Regions from separate parts of the Zea mays genome. Here region 2 is linked to region 1. The links are chromatin contacts, called in public Hi-C maps. All regions are on one chromosome and are shown on one strand. Each heading gives the region's core, a stretch centred on a gene start, on an enhancer-like site or on the middle of the called end of the contact. The rest is flanking DNA. Distances are from core to core; before and after follow the strand shown.

The links. A called contact is a pair of places that touch in the nucleus more often than the background predicts.
Region 2: a Hi-C map of tassel shows a contact between it and region 1, with 3 times the contacts expected there. The contact joins the promoter of LOC100383394 here to the promoter of LOC100276297 in region 1. A contact is called at or near these places in 3 of 25 Hi-C or Micro-C datasets (ear, leaf and tassel).

What each region holds. Positions count from the first base shown.
Region 1 is chr5:150,451,619-150,458,105 of Zm-B73-REFERENCE-NAM-5.0, reverse strand. LOC100276297 reads left to right here and starts at 3,117. Exons shown (of 7, transcript NM_001150121.2): 1 at 3,117-3,317; 2 at 3,441-3,536; 3 at 4,108-4,290; 4 at 5,074-5,244; 5 at 5,327-5,536. The coding sequence starts at 3,224.
Region 2 is chr5:150,809,348-150,816,224 of Zm-B73-REFERENCE-NAM-5.0, reverse strand. LOC100383394 (putative FYVE zinc finger containing actin-binding-domain protein family) reads left to right here and starts at 3,693. Exons shown (of 5, transcript NM_001176049.1): 1 at 3,693-4,042; 2 at 4,454-5,326; 3 at 5,985-6,185; 4 at 6,285-6,480. The coding sequence starts at 3,893.

The DNA.
Region 1 (6,487 bases), core at 1,868-4,367:
ACATACCAGCCCGAGAGCTTGGACCCCGACCGTGCACCCGGGCTACGGCCAGTTCGCATGAGGGAACGACCAGACCAGCCGAAGCATTGCGCGAGGTATTAAGACCTCGAAGGAGTGTAACCACTCCTCCGAGGCCTCGGGGGCTACACCCGGCGGGTGCGCTCGCGCGCACCCACCGGAACGAAATGCAACCGAGAAAGGCTGGTCCCCTTGCAAAAAAGTGCGACAAAAGCCTCCAAGCGAGTGCTAACACTCCCTTCGAGGCTCGGGGGCTACTGTCGGGGACCATAATTAGGGGTACCCTCAAGACGCCTAATTCTCAGCTGGTAACCCCCATCAGCATAAAGCTGCAAAGGCCTGATGGGTACGATTAAGTCAGGGATCAGTCCACACGAGTGACTCGATCACGCTTCACCCAAGCCTAGCCTCGGCCAAGGGCAGCCGACCTCGAGAGACTTCCGTCTCGCCCGAGGCCCCCTTTTTATGGCGGACACATCACCGGCTCGCCCGAGGCCTTGGCTTCGCTCAGAAGCAACCCTGACCAAATCGCCACACCGACTGACCAAATTGCAGGGGCATTTAACGCAAAGGTGGCCTGACACCTTCATCCTGACACGCGCCCCCGGCAGAGCCGAAGTGACCGCCGTCACTCCACCGCTCCACTGGCCAGTCTGACAGAAGGACAGCGCCGCCTGCGCCACTCCGACCGCAGTGCCACTCGACAGAGTGAGTCTGACAGGCAGTCAGGCCTTGCCAAAGGCGCCACGGCGAACTCCGCTCCGCCCGACCCCAGGGCTCGGACTCGGGCTAAGACCCAGAAGACGGCGAACTCCGCTCCGCCCGACCCCAGGGCTCGGACTCGGGCTAAGACCCAGAAGACGGCGAACTCCGCTCCGCCCGACCCTAGGGCTCGGACTCGGGCTAAGACCCGGAAGACGGCGAACTCCGCTCCGCCCGACCCCAGGGCTCGGACTCGGGCTAAGACCCGAAAGACGGTGAACTCCGCTCCGCCCGACCCCAGGGCTCGGACTCGGGCTAAGACCCGGAAGACGACGAAACTCCGCTTCGTCCGACCCCAGGGCTCGGACTCGGGCTAAGACCCGGAAGACGACGAAACTCCGCCTCGCCCGACCCCAGGGCTCGGACTCCGCCCTGGCCTCGGCCGAACGACTTCCGCCTCGCCCGACCCCATGGCTCGGGCTCGGCCACGGCAACGGAAGGCAGACTCAGCCTCGGCTTCGGAGGAACCCCCACGTCGCCCTGCCTAGGGCACAGACCGCCACGTCAACAGGAAGCGCTATCATCATCCTACCCCGAATCGACTCGGGTCACGGAGAACAAGACCGGCGTCCCATCCGGCCAGCTCCGCCGGAGGGGCAATGATGGCGCTCCACAAGCTCTATGACGACGGCGGCCCCCAGCTCTCTTACGGAAGCAGGACGACGTCAGTAGGGACTCGACCGCTCCAACAGCTGTCCCTCCACCAGGCTCCGCCGCACCTCCGACAGCCACGACATCGCGCCAGCAGGGTGCCCAGATCTCTCCGGCTGCCACATTGGCATGTACCTAGGGCGCTAGCTCTCCCTCCGCTAGACACGTAGCACTCTGCTACACCCCCCATTGTACACCTGGATCCTCTCCTTACGACTATAAAAGGGAGGACCAGGGCCTTCTTAGAGAAGGTTGGCCGCGCGGGACCGAGGACGGGACAGGCGCTCTCTTGGGGCCGCTCGCTTCCCTCACCCGCGTGGACGCTTGTAACCCCCCTACTGCAAGCGCACCCGACCTGGGCGCGGGACGAACACGAAGGCCGCGGGACTTCCACCTCTCTCACGCTCGACTCCGGCCACCTCGCCTCTCCCCCCTTCGCGCTCGCCCACGCGCTCGACCCATCTGGGCTGGGGCACGCAGCACACTCACTCGTCGGCTTAGGGACCCCCCCTGTCTCGAAACGCCGACAGTTAGATTATGATCTAATCATGTATCACATTTAACACTTAAACCCTTTCACCACCAAGTCATGTAGATTTATAGAAAACCCTCTAACAAACCACAATCATGTCTACAATTAGATCATGATCTAACAGACCAAGAGACTCGCTTGCACGTTTTCACATAAGGTCTGATTGCATATTAGTTGTTGTCGATATCTAGAGACAGAGGGAAGTATCTAGAGACGAAGGGAGCAGAGGAACGAGATGAGTCGTCCAATAAGGACCGGACAGTCTGAATTTTTTTGAGCGACGTGGATAGCCTGGTCACGAGCGTTTTGGACCTGCTTTAATATATATATGAAATCTAATTATAATAATTTAACTAACTCAAATAAACACTAATGACAAAGTATGGCCGTTGCCATAAATGTGGCTCGAGTTCCACATGCCAGAGGGAACATAGGTTAAAGTCGGAGTGGATCTGAATATTTATTCGGATGTTAAATTTTTTATTTTTTTTAACAATAGGATATAGAATATGCTATCTAAACTTCAATAGTTCTTAAAAAATAGCTTGCTAAAATCATATTTAGCAAGTTGCTAAATAGCTACTGGGAGTAAAAATAGTTTGATCTTTAATAGTTACTCATATTTAGGGAGTAGTTTGATTTTGAATCTAGCTTTGGTTGGCCTGCCCCCATCGGACCTTGCTGCTGGCAAGGTCGAGAGTAGAGGATGACGAGGGCAGAGAAGAAAAGGTCAGTCGACACGACGTGTGAAAGAGCGGTGCTCTGGTGGTGCAATCTATGGGACAGTAGTGGTATGACGATAAAGGAAAAAAATTGTGTCACACGTATTTGACCTAGGTGTCTCGTGGGAAAGTGAAAAATAGAGCATGTCATATCTGACACCTCACTATATTGGAAAGAGAAAAAATAAGCACACGACTGTGAACTACTGAATTGCTAAACGTGAAGAGTAAATGATGTTGTACATTAAGTCTATTTAGAGAATTATTGGAGAAGTATTTTTATTACTTTTTAAATTTAAGATTTAGAGACCTCTTTAGAAAACTATTAGAAAAAAATGTATTTGAAGTCGGCCGCTGAATCGGCGCTGCGGGTCTGACGTCTGCGGCGTACACGACACAAGACTTGTCAGTCGCACTCGCTGCACGATTCTGCGGAGCACAAGAGAATCGAGAACGTCACCAAGGCCGTCTGAAAGCGAAAAGGCCCTTTGCCTCTCGCTCTACCCCAAACCACAGCAGTCAGCAGCAGACCCTCGCCATGGGACTGAGATCCCCGCTCGTGCTCCTGCTGCTCCTCCTCTTCCTCGCCGCTACTTTCCGTCCCAGCGCGGCCGCTTTGGCCCCTCCAACAGGTTCGCTCGCTCGTCGCCGCCGCCCCTATCTTCCCCTGTTAAAATGCGGCCCGATAGGGGCGATTCGATCCCAAACCTCTGGACTGCCCGTACTAATACGTACTTCTGCCTTCTGTGCCGCAGGCAGCATCGTGAAGCAGCTGTCGTCGGTCGTCAGGTGGCCGCGGGCCGCCCCCTCGACGCACGGGCCCAAACAGCCCGGCCACCCCCAGTACGCCGGTGAGTCGCCGTCGCTCCCTAATACGTCTGCGGAATATCTCGCGCGACAAGAGGGGACCTGATTTTGTTGCTCAAAGCGATTGCTCCTGTAGGACGCACACGACTCCCGCTTCTCTTATAATTACAGATGATTGATGAACCCTATTCCACTCCACTAGCCACTAGTGTTCCCCGAGAAGAAAAAGATGAGTGAGGAATAATAGAAAGCACAACAAACGGGAAGATAATGGGAGTGGGGGTTAAACCATCTTCTCAATGGGGACGAGTTCAAACATCTTTACAATTTCTCACTGATAATTATTTCAGTATCGTTCTCCTTCACTTCAGCTGGCCCTGCATTGGTGAGATAACTTGCTAAACCACCAAAAAAATCATTGGCCAAACTAATCATTTGGAAGTTGGTCGTCCTGCTCTTAGAATTCTCTTAGCAGAGTTCAGAATTTCAGATCCAGCAGAGGCTCAGCTGATTTGTATTTTTGGCTCATTGTGGCCTAAGTGATCATACTTTACTGCAGCTGCTCATATCTGTGCTTTTGTTCTGTATCTTGCTCACGTTCGACTATTTTGGCAGATGGCCACGTGGGGGTAGCCCTGCAATTTGAGAGCGGCTACTTTGTAGAGACACTTGTTGAGGGTGACAAGCTTGGTGTCACGCCGCACACCGTTAGAGTATCTCCTGTTGAGGGCGGGGAGCTCCTTGCGGTCGACTCGGCACATAGCAACATTGTGCGGATAACCCCGCCACTTTCTGAGTGTATGTTCTCTTCCTGCCACCTCTGTCCCGTGGCTGCTTGCTTCTTTTTTTTTTTGGCATAACTCACAGTTACCATGATTATGATTTAGGAAGACTTGAAGAACAGACTGGCATTTTGAGCCAGCTTTGTTTGACATACTAGTGGTAATATCCATGCATGCAAATATTTCGTGATTGTGTTCTTCTCAAATACTAGGGTTACATTGTTCCTAGTGGTTGAATAACTGACCTTTCCAAGTGTAGTATCACTCTGTCCGTAACACTCCCTGTGCCTTCATTGTCCCTTAACTTGGTCATGGGTACAGCGATGGGATTGTTATCAGTTCATATAGTAATAGGTGAGAATGGCAGGACTAATTAAGAGGTGAGAGCTGTCTCGTGGATTCGAAGCAGCCTCTCCGCATTTGTGGGGGAAGGCTTGCCTCGGTTTATCCCTTCCCTAGACCTCTGGCACTGGTCTACCTTTTTTTTATATAGTAATAGGTGGAGTTCTGGTCTCAGTTGATTTATACTATGCATATTTAGGGAAGGGTCATGGACAGAAAAAGAAAACTGAACTGAAACATGCATCAATGCTTAAAGAAGTATGATATAAATGCTGTAAAGATCAATGTTATCAAATCGTCTGATCAATCCTAGTCGCCATGGACCTATGAGCCTAACTAATCATAGTGCATAGCTGATCGCCATGGCACTGATCAGCCTGACTAATCATGATTAGCTGGACGACTTGATAACTAAACATAAGTCCAGCAGTGTGGATTGATAATAGGTCCTCTGCAGATAGCAGGGGAAGACTTGTTGCTGGTTCTTTCCAGGGCCATTCTGGTCATATAGATGGTAAACCAAGTGATGCCCGATTCAAGCGCCCCACAGGCGTTGCCGTGGATGATATGGGCAATGTTTATGTTGCTGATACAGCAAACTTGGCGATTCGAAAGATTGGAGAATCAGGTGATCAATAGTTAAATAGCTATACATTTCATGCAATAGTTGCGTTAGGTGTTAACAGTTGGTGAATGAAATTTCTGTTCAGGAGTGACCACCATAGCGGGTGGTAAATCGAATATCCCAGGATACAGGGATGGCCCCAGTGAAGATGCAAAGTTCTCTACAGATTTTGATGTGGTGTATGTGAAGAAAATGTGTTCTCTTCTGGTTATTGACCGTGGAAATGCAGCCCTTAGGAAGATTTCTCTTCCACAAGAAGACTGTACTTACCAGGATTCTGCACTCCTATCTTCAGGTCCATTCACTTTCACTTGTTTCTATTTGCTGTACAGTACATATAAATGTTTCTGGTAAGGAAAGGTAACTATCCAACTCGTCAATTGTCATGTTCTTTAGATGATGAGGTCCTTGAAGAAAAGCTCATGCCGATATGGTTAGTTGTAAAACAGAAGTAAAAATATGTCAAGTGTTGTGCTTACACCTTTTCATGGTCCTGTACTGAATCATTATCCATGATATATAAACATAGGGGGTGGACAGGAAGAATAGTGAATCCTTTGGTACTTTGTATTTACAATTACATCTTTCCTTTTCGGGATCAGTTTTTTTATTCAAGACCCCTGGATTATACTTTTTGTCTTCAATAGCTGGTCACACACTAAGACATCCTGTATGGAAGCATCAGACTATCTTCTACTCCCTCCGTTCCAAATTATAAGTCATTCCAGCTTTCTTAGAGAGTTAAAACATCTCAAAGTTTGACTAAATTTATATAATAAAACAATAACATTCATGATACTAAATAAGCATCATTAGATTCTTCATTAATTATATTTTAATAGTATACCTATTTGATGTTATAAATATAAAATATTTGTAATTCTCTGTTCTCTCTATATTTTGTGTCAAATTTGAGATGCTTTGACTCTCCAAGAAAGCTAGAGGGTTTTATAATTTGGAACGGAGGGAGTTAAACTGAGGTGGCAGAATCGGAGTTAAATAGGAAGGTTGAACAAACCAAGATTTGCAAAAGTTGTATGATGACTTATAAACTGTGTTCAGTAAATGCTATACATGTATGATCCATGTAAGAAATGATACACTTTAGTCCTTATATGCCAAAAGTATAACTCTCCATGTTATATGCTCTGCCATAAAGCTGACTATCACTTTTATGCTATCACCATAATTTTGTTGTGATTGAGAGTCTAGGATTCAAGTAAATGTGAGAAGAACTTGTTGCACC
Region 2 (6,877 bases), core at 2,444-4,943, 360 kb before region 1:
ATATTAGTACACAAAACCAATGTACTAAGACTTAGAAACGTACCTTTGCTCTTGATTTGCACTTTATTCATCCATTGCATAAATTCACATTTTAGCACTTGTGTTGGCACTCAATCACCAAAATACTTTAGAAATGGCCCAAGGGCACATTTCTCTTTCAGCGCTGGACGTCCCGGGCCTAATGACGCGCTCCTCCGGCGAGTGCTCGGCCTGCCCACTCCTGCTCGATGTTTTGTCAGAGCTGCACAAGCTGCCCCGTTTCTTCGTCGAGCTTGACTTGTATCTCGCGGAGTTGCTCGAGCTGTGTGTCCTGACCCCCCCGCAGGGACTCGGACCACAGCTAGCTCCCGCGGGATCTCAACGCGAGACGCAGGCGCAGGGGCGTCGTTGTTCTCTGGCATGCCGAGGCGGTCGTCTTCGTCGTGATCCCCCTGATCGATGTGGAAACACTCGCGACTTGGGTCGTAACCCTCGTTGTCAAGGCTGTGGCCATCGTCAGAGCAACCGGAGAGGCAGTAGTCACATGCGGACATGAAGTCTCGCATGGCATTGGGATCACTAAGTCCGAAGAAATCCCAACTGAAGTCGGGGTCGTCGTCTTCCTCGGAACCCGTGGGTCCGTAGGTTGAGACGACCGTCAGTCGGTCCTAGGTTGACCACATATGGTACCCTGGAAGGTCACGATATGCCCTTGCGTAAGCGCTCACCGAAGCGGGGTCGCTTGGTGGATCGAAGCTGAATCTAAAGGGAACAGGGTGGAAAACTGATGTTACCTCCTGGTAGATGGACGGTGGTGAAGTCGCATCGGGGACAGAGTGCGTCGTTATCTCAGGTGCGAGACAAATGTCCGACAAGTCCCTCGCGAGGGTGTCGGTGTCATCAGTCCGCTTGGGGTTGGCATGTTGCTAGGAAGCGATACCCATCGTTGTCTCAGGTGCGAGGACAACACCCGACATGTCCCCCGCAGGGGTGCCGGCGTCGTCGGCTCGCTCTGGTCCGACAGCCGACGAAGTGCCGCCTCGTGCCTGGCCACGGTTGCTCCGTCTTCTCCTCCTCCGGCGAGGAGGGTGGCAGGGCAAACCCGGATGTCCCTCTTCTGCCGCGGGGAGATGCCGTCGTCGAGTTCGCCGCCGCCGGGCGAGCCGACGACCGTCGTTGTTGTCGTGCTGCGAGGGGAGGAGTACCATGTTGTAGCTGCCGTCGTGGGACATGAACTCGAGACTCCCGAAGCGGAGCACCGTCCCGGGCTGAAGAGGCTGCTGAAGACTGTCCATCTGGAACTCAACGGGAAATTATTTGTCAACACGCAGCAGGCCCCTACCTGGCGCGCCAACTATCGGCGTTTCGAACCCGCGAGGACCCTCAACCGACTAGTGAATTTGTCGCTGTGTGTCCCTGCCCAGATGGGTTGATGCAAGAATGAATACAAGAGGGAGGATGAGGCTTATATTATCTTGCACCGGGGTGCTCATAGTAGGGGTTACAAGTGTCGCGCGAGAGAGGGAGAGAGGGTCCGGCCCTGAGGTGAGTTGTATGAGTTAGCCTCCTCTGCGTTTCTCCCACTCTGCCTGCCTCTGCTCGCCCCTCTCCCCCCTTAGGAAGACCCTGGACATCCCCTTTTATAGATACAAGGAGATGGTTCAGATGTACAATGGGGGTGTAGCTATGTGCTAACGTGGCCGGTGGAGAAGTGCTTGAGCCCTCTGTACGTGCTAACGTGGCCGTCGGAGAAGTGCTTGATCCTTATAGAAGCGCAGCTGGCGGTGCGGCATGGATCCTGCTGACGTTTCCTTGCTTCCGTAGGGAGCTGAGAACCATCGACGTCATGGACGCACGCGGGGAACCATCATTACCTGTTACCGGAGTAATCTAGATGGGACACCGGTCTTGTTCCTTCGTAGCCTGAGGCAGCTAGCTAGGGGTAGGGTAATGATATATCCCCAGTGGCGTAGTCGGTCCGAGGCCGAGGTCGGGCGAGGCGGAGACTTCTCCTGAGGCCGAGGCTGAGGTCGGGCGAGGTTGTGACTCCTCCCGAGGCCGAGGCTGAGGCCGAGGCCCGAGTTCGGGCGAGGCGGAGCTCCCTGTTGCGCCCGAGGCTGAACTCGGGGGAGGTCGTGACTTACTGCCGTTGGTTTTACCCTGGTGGTTGGCATAGTAGTCGGAACGGGGTGAATAGTGTTGTTTTCCTGTCAGAACGATCAGTAAAGGGGTGAAGTGACTGCGGTCACTTCGACCTTGCCGACTGAGGCGCGCGTGTCAGGATAAGGTGTCAGGCGATCCCCGCATTAAATGCGCATCCGATACGGTCGGTTGGTAAGGCGATTTGGCCGAGGTCGCTGCACGACAAAGTTTGCCCGAGCTTGGCTTCGAGCGAGCCGAGGGTGCGCCCACTGCCTGAGGAGGCCCTCGGGCGAGGCGTGGATCCATCCGGGACTACTGTTCTTGCCCGAGGCTAGGCTCGGATGAGATAGTGTCCCTTGGTAGACGAGGCCTTGACTTGAACCGTGCCTATCAGTCTTTACGGTCTGTTTTGAGGATATTTTCCAGCCAGGTTAAGGAGCATTGGGGGTACCCCTAATTACGGTACCCGACAGTTAGTACTATATTATTCCATAGATTCAAATATAATGACAATAGAGATGGTAGACCTCCAGTTGTGGGGTTTCAATGATTTTATAAATGTGCATTCAAACCTAAGCCACAAACAACACATACTTGAGAACATTGAATCTTAATATCTAATTTTCTAATTCATGCGCAATTAATAGTTGGTCTCCTGTTTTGCCATAAATTTGGTTCGGACATATCAGCTGACATTACTTTACTCTCTGTGTGTGGTGATTGGGAAAAACAACTCTTAGGACAATCAAGAAAAATGTCTCTTTCCTGTGGCTGTTATGTGACGAAGAAAGTTATGGGTACACCCCAAGCAGTTGAGCTATCTATCTATCTATGCCACGTTTTTAGATAATTCTATTATTACTGTGTGAAGGTATCGATATATATTGCTACACATGTTTCTATTATTTGGAGTAACACTCCTTGGACCATGTAAACACTTCGATTCAACTATATAAACTTATTGTTCACATACTCACGCGAGGCGCGAGGGAGTTACTAGTATAAAATAAAGAGACTAAGACTAGCTCCAACAAGGAGCTCTAAAGGGTCATGTACTCTAAATTTAGAGAACGAGGACATCATCTACTCCCTCCAGCAACGTCCTCTATATATAGAGTTTCTCTAAACGGGTCTCTATCTATTTGAATACTTTAAACAACCGATTTAGTAAAACTAAAATATGTACAATACATTTAAGAGTATGACAAATACGTATGTACAAAAAATAAAAATTAAAAAATATTTTTAATATAGGTATTTACATATAGAGGACGTGGTTTAGAGGACGTTGTTGGAGAGAAAATAGATATAGGAGATAGAATCTTTTAAAAAAGACTGTAAATGACGGATATAGAGGATATATATAGATGACATTGATGTAGATAGTCTAAAAAGTATTTCCTACCAAACACTCACTTTACCTCCCTTTGCTACGTCCGATCAATTTGGCTAGTTTTAGTCAGAACTCAGCCCAAAATCCCACATCCGCACCCATACGGCCACACACTGAAACACAGCTATGTGTCGTTAAAGGCAAACAGACCCAGGATTATGTCTCCAATTAAATTCCCAGAAAACTCTGCTCAACTCGTTCTATCGTCTGTCGTCTCGCTCTCCACATCCGTTGATCCATCCCTTCCAACTCCAATCAACTCCGTCCCAAACTACAATCCGTGGCAACAGAAAAAGGTGTATCTTTTACCAGAAACAGAAGCTAGATTCCCGGATTGCTCCGCTTGATCGCTGGTGAATCGACCCAACCGAGTGGCCCATGGCCGGAACCGAGCGGCTCCACCGCCCGATTGACCCGCCGCGGCCCGCGGGCAGCCGCTCCGTCGTGGTCGGTGCTGGTGGCTCGCCGGCGAGGTGGGACGACGATAACGACGACTGCGGCGGCGGCGGACGTGTCGAAGGCTTGGCGGTAAGCTCCCCCCCCCCCCCCCCCCCCCTCCGCTCTCTCTGCCCGTTTCGTCCCTGTTAAGTCTGGTTGCGTGTACGCGTCCTTCAGCTAAGTTGGTTTCGCTGAGGAGCGTGTAGAACTGATTTACTGATTCGGTTCCTAAATTGGGGAATTCCGGGAGCATGTGGTGCGCTGCTTGGTGCGAACTTAGGATGCTCGAATTGATGATTAGGGCTAAGCGATGGGCCAAAAGTTTCAAGTTCTCAAGGGCGCGTGTGGCTTGTGCTGTGGAGAAATCTAAAATTGCTTTTTCTAGGATTTGCCTTAAGCATGTGGCTGGAGCCTTGTTGATAGGAGTGCACTAGTTATGGTCTTTTTAGGTCTTCCCAGGCTGAGTTTCTGCCATAACTCAATTTTGCTTTCCTGATATAGGGACTCCACATATTTGACCAAGAGGCAGAGGAGTCACCAACCAAAAACGACATGGCCAACAGCCTTGATACTAACTGCACTCCCATTGCTAAAGGATGCAACACTGAAACAACCGAAACTTCTGTAGAGTCGGAACCTGTAAATGTCTTGAACCTGCTTCATGATCATACCGGCATCTGGGTCCCTGTTTCTGTCCCGCCTATGACAGCGCTGGCCAGCGAGGATTGGCACAGAGGGTTTCGTTGCAATGGTGGGCACTTCCCGGAAGAAGAGTTCAGCTGGGAGCTGGATGAAGACAATAAGGAGATGACAATGTGGGATGTTTTTGCTGATATGGCTGTCGCAGCAAAAGATAAGGTGATATCTGCTGCAAAATATGAGTATGGGAGATGTGGGATGTCGACAGTGTCCAACTTCTTTCTACAAGAGGCTTGGAAGGATATGGCACAAACACTTGTGGATGCAAACACTGGTATTGCGAATGAGCTTCTTGAGACAGAGCCAACTAAGTGGTTGCCTGACAGTGCTGCCACCTCTTGCATGCTCTGTGGCGTGCGATTTCATCCAATAATGTGCTCTCGCCATCATTGTCGTTTCTGTGGTGGAGTATTCTGCAATGGCTGTTCAAATGGCAGAAGCTTGATGCCTCCAAAATTTAGGACTGCAGATCCTCAGAGGGTTTGTGATGTCTGCGGAGTACGTCTAGAGAGTATCCAACCTCAATTGATGAATCAGATTAGTCGGGCCTCACAACTTCCAACTCGGGATGTCACAGACCTGAGTACCTTGAGGTCATGGCTGAATTTCCCTTGGTCACACACAATGGAATATGAGATATACAAGGCTGCAAATTCTTTACGTAGTTACTGTAAGGTATGCCTTTTTATACTCCTTAATTATTGACTAGTTCTATTACGATAGCCTTTATCGTTGTCTTCTTTTTTGGCTGCTTTCATTTTCATGTAGTCTTCTGTATTCTTATCAAATGTTATTGTGTTAAAGAGTAGTGCCGACCAATATTTCGCACCAAACAGGAAAACACTAATATGCTTGATAATGATAACACTACAACAAATATAGCAATCCTACACTGGTGTTGATAAACTGATGTCATGAAATCATGTAGGGAAATGTGTTTCACAAGTCATCAAATGTTGTTGTTTTCTGTTTGTATAGTAATTAGTTGGATGAACATTTGGACAAATTGAGTCGTGTGGGTAAAAGATGACATGGAACACTGGCAAATTATTTTTTTCTAGTGCAATAATACAATACAGTCTGGATATGTGATTCTAATCACTGAAATGAACCTAGGCAAAAGAAAAAATGCGTAGGCATCTGTAAAAAAAATCAATTTCTTAAGTAAATAACTGCTTGTAGTTCCCCAATCTGCATTTTAGTAACTCTAGATTATTTAAGCTCAACTTAGTTGTTCTGGGGAATTTTATTATTTGGAAATTACTTAGTCATTGTATTCTTATGAAATACTGGAAATGATGTTACTCTGGCTGTGGGGCTGCTGATTTTTCAGGTGGGAAGACTGAAACCAGAGAAGTCTATCCCTGATACTATTCTTAGACAAGCAAAAGGCCTTGCTATAGTTACTGTGGTGAAGGTTGGGATGATGGTTACATACAAACTTGGCAGTGGGCTGGTTGTTGCTCGAAGAGTGGATGGCTCCTGGTCACCACCGTCAGCAATCTCCACCTGTGGTATTGGATATGGGGCTCAGGTGATACAAGCTTTTCAAGTGTTCTTTACATGGAAGGGCTTCTTATTATCAATCTAGCACCATGTAACATATAAGATATCTGCTTGACTATTTCAACAGGCTGGAGGTGAGATAGCTGACTTTATTATTGTTCTGAGGAACACGGATGCCATCAAAACATTCAGTGGGAAGGCACATCTATCTGTTGGTGCTGGTGTTAGCGCTTCTGCTGGCCATGTTGGACGTGCAGCTGAAGCTGACTTCCGTGCTGGTGATGGTGGTTATGCCGCATGTTATACATACAGTTGTAGCAAAGGTATGTTTTGAATTATTACCAGCTTTAGATTACTTGGACCCAAGAGGTCGTAGCGGTACAGTTATTCAGTAGATTATGAAGCCGCTATTTACAGTTAGAGGCAATATGTGAGACTGATTTATTTTGCTGATGGTATAATGAATACTCCATTTCAATTTTGCTGCCATTCCAGCTTTATCCTAAGTCAAACATTTCTATCTTTGGCCATGAATTCTTGTAAATTACTATAATTCAATATCATGCAAACTATATTATGAAAATTATTTCTCCATGTTTATCTGAAAACATAAATCTTATGGTGTTAAACATATGAATTTATCGAAATTGATGGTAAAAAATAGAAAGGCTTGACTTTGGACAAAGCTAGAATGACTAGTAATATGAAACAGAGGTAGTA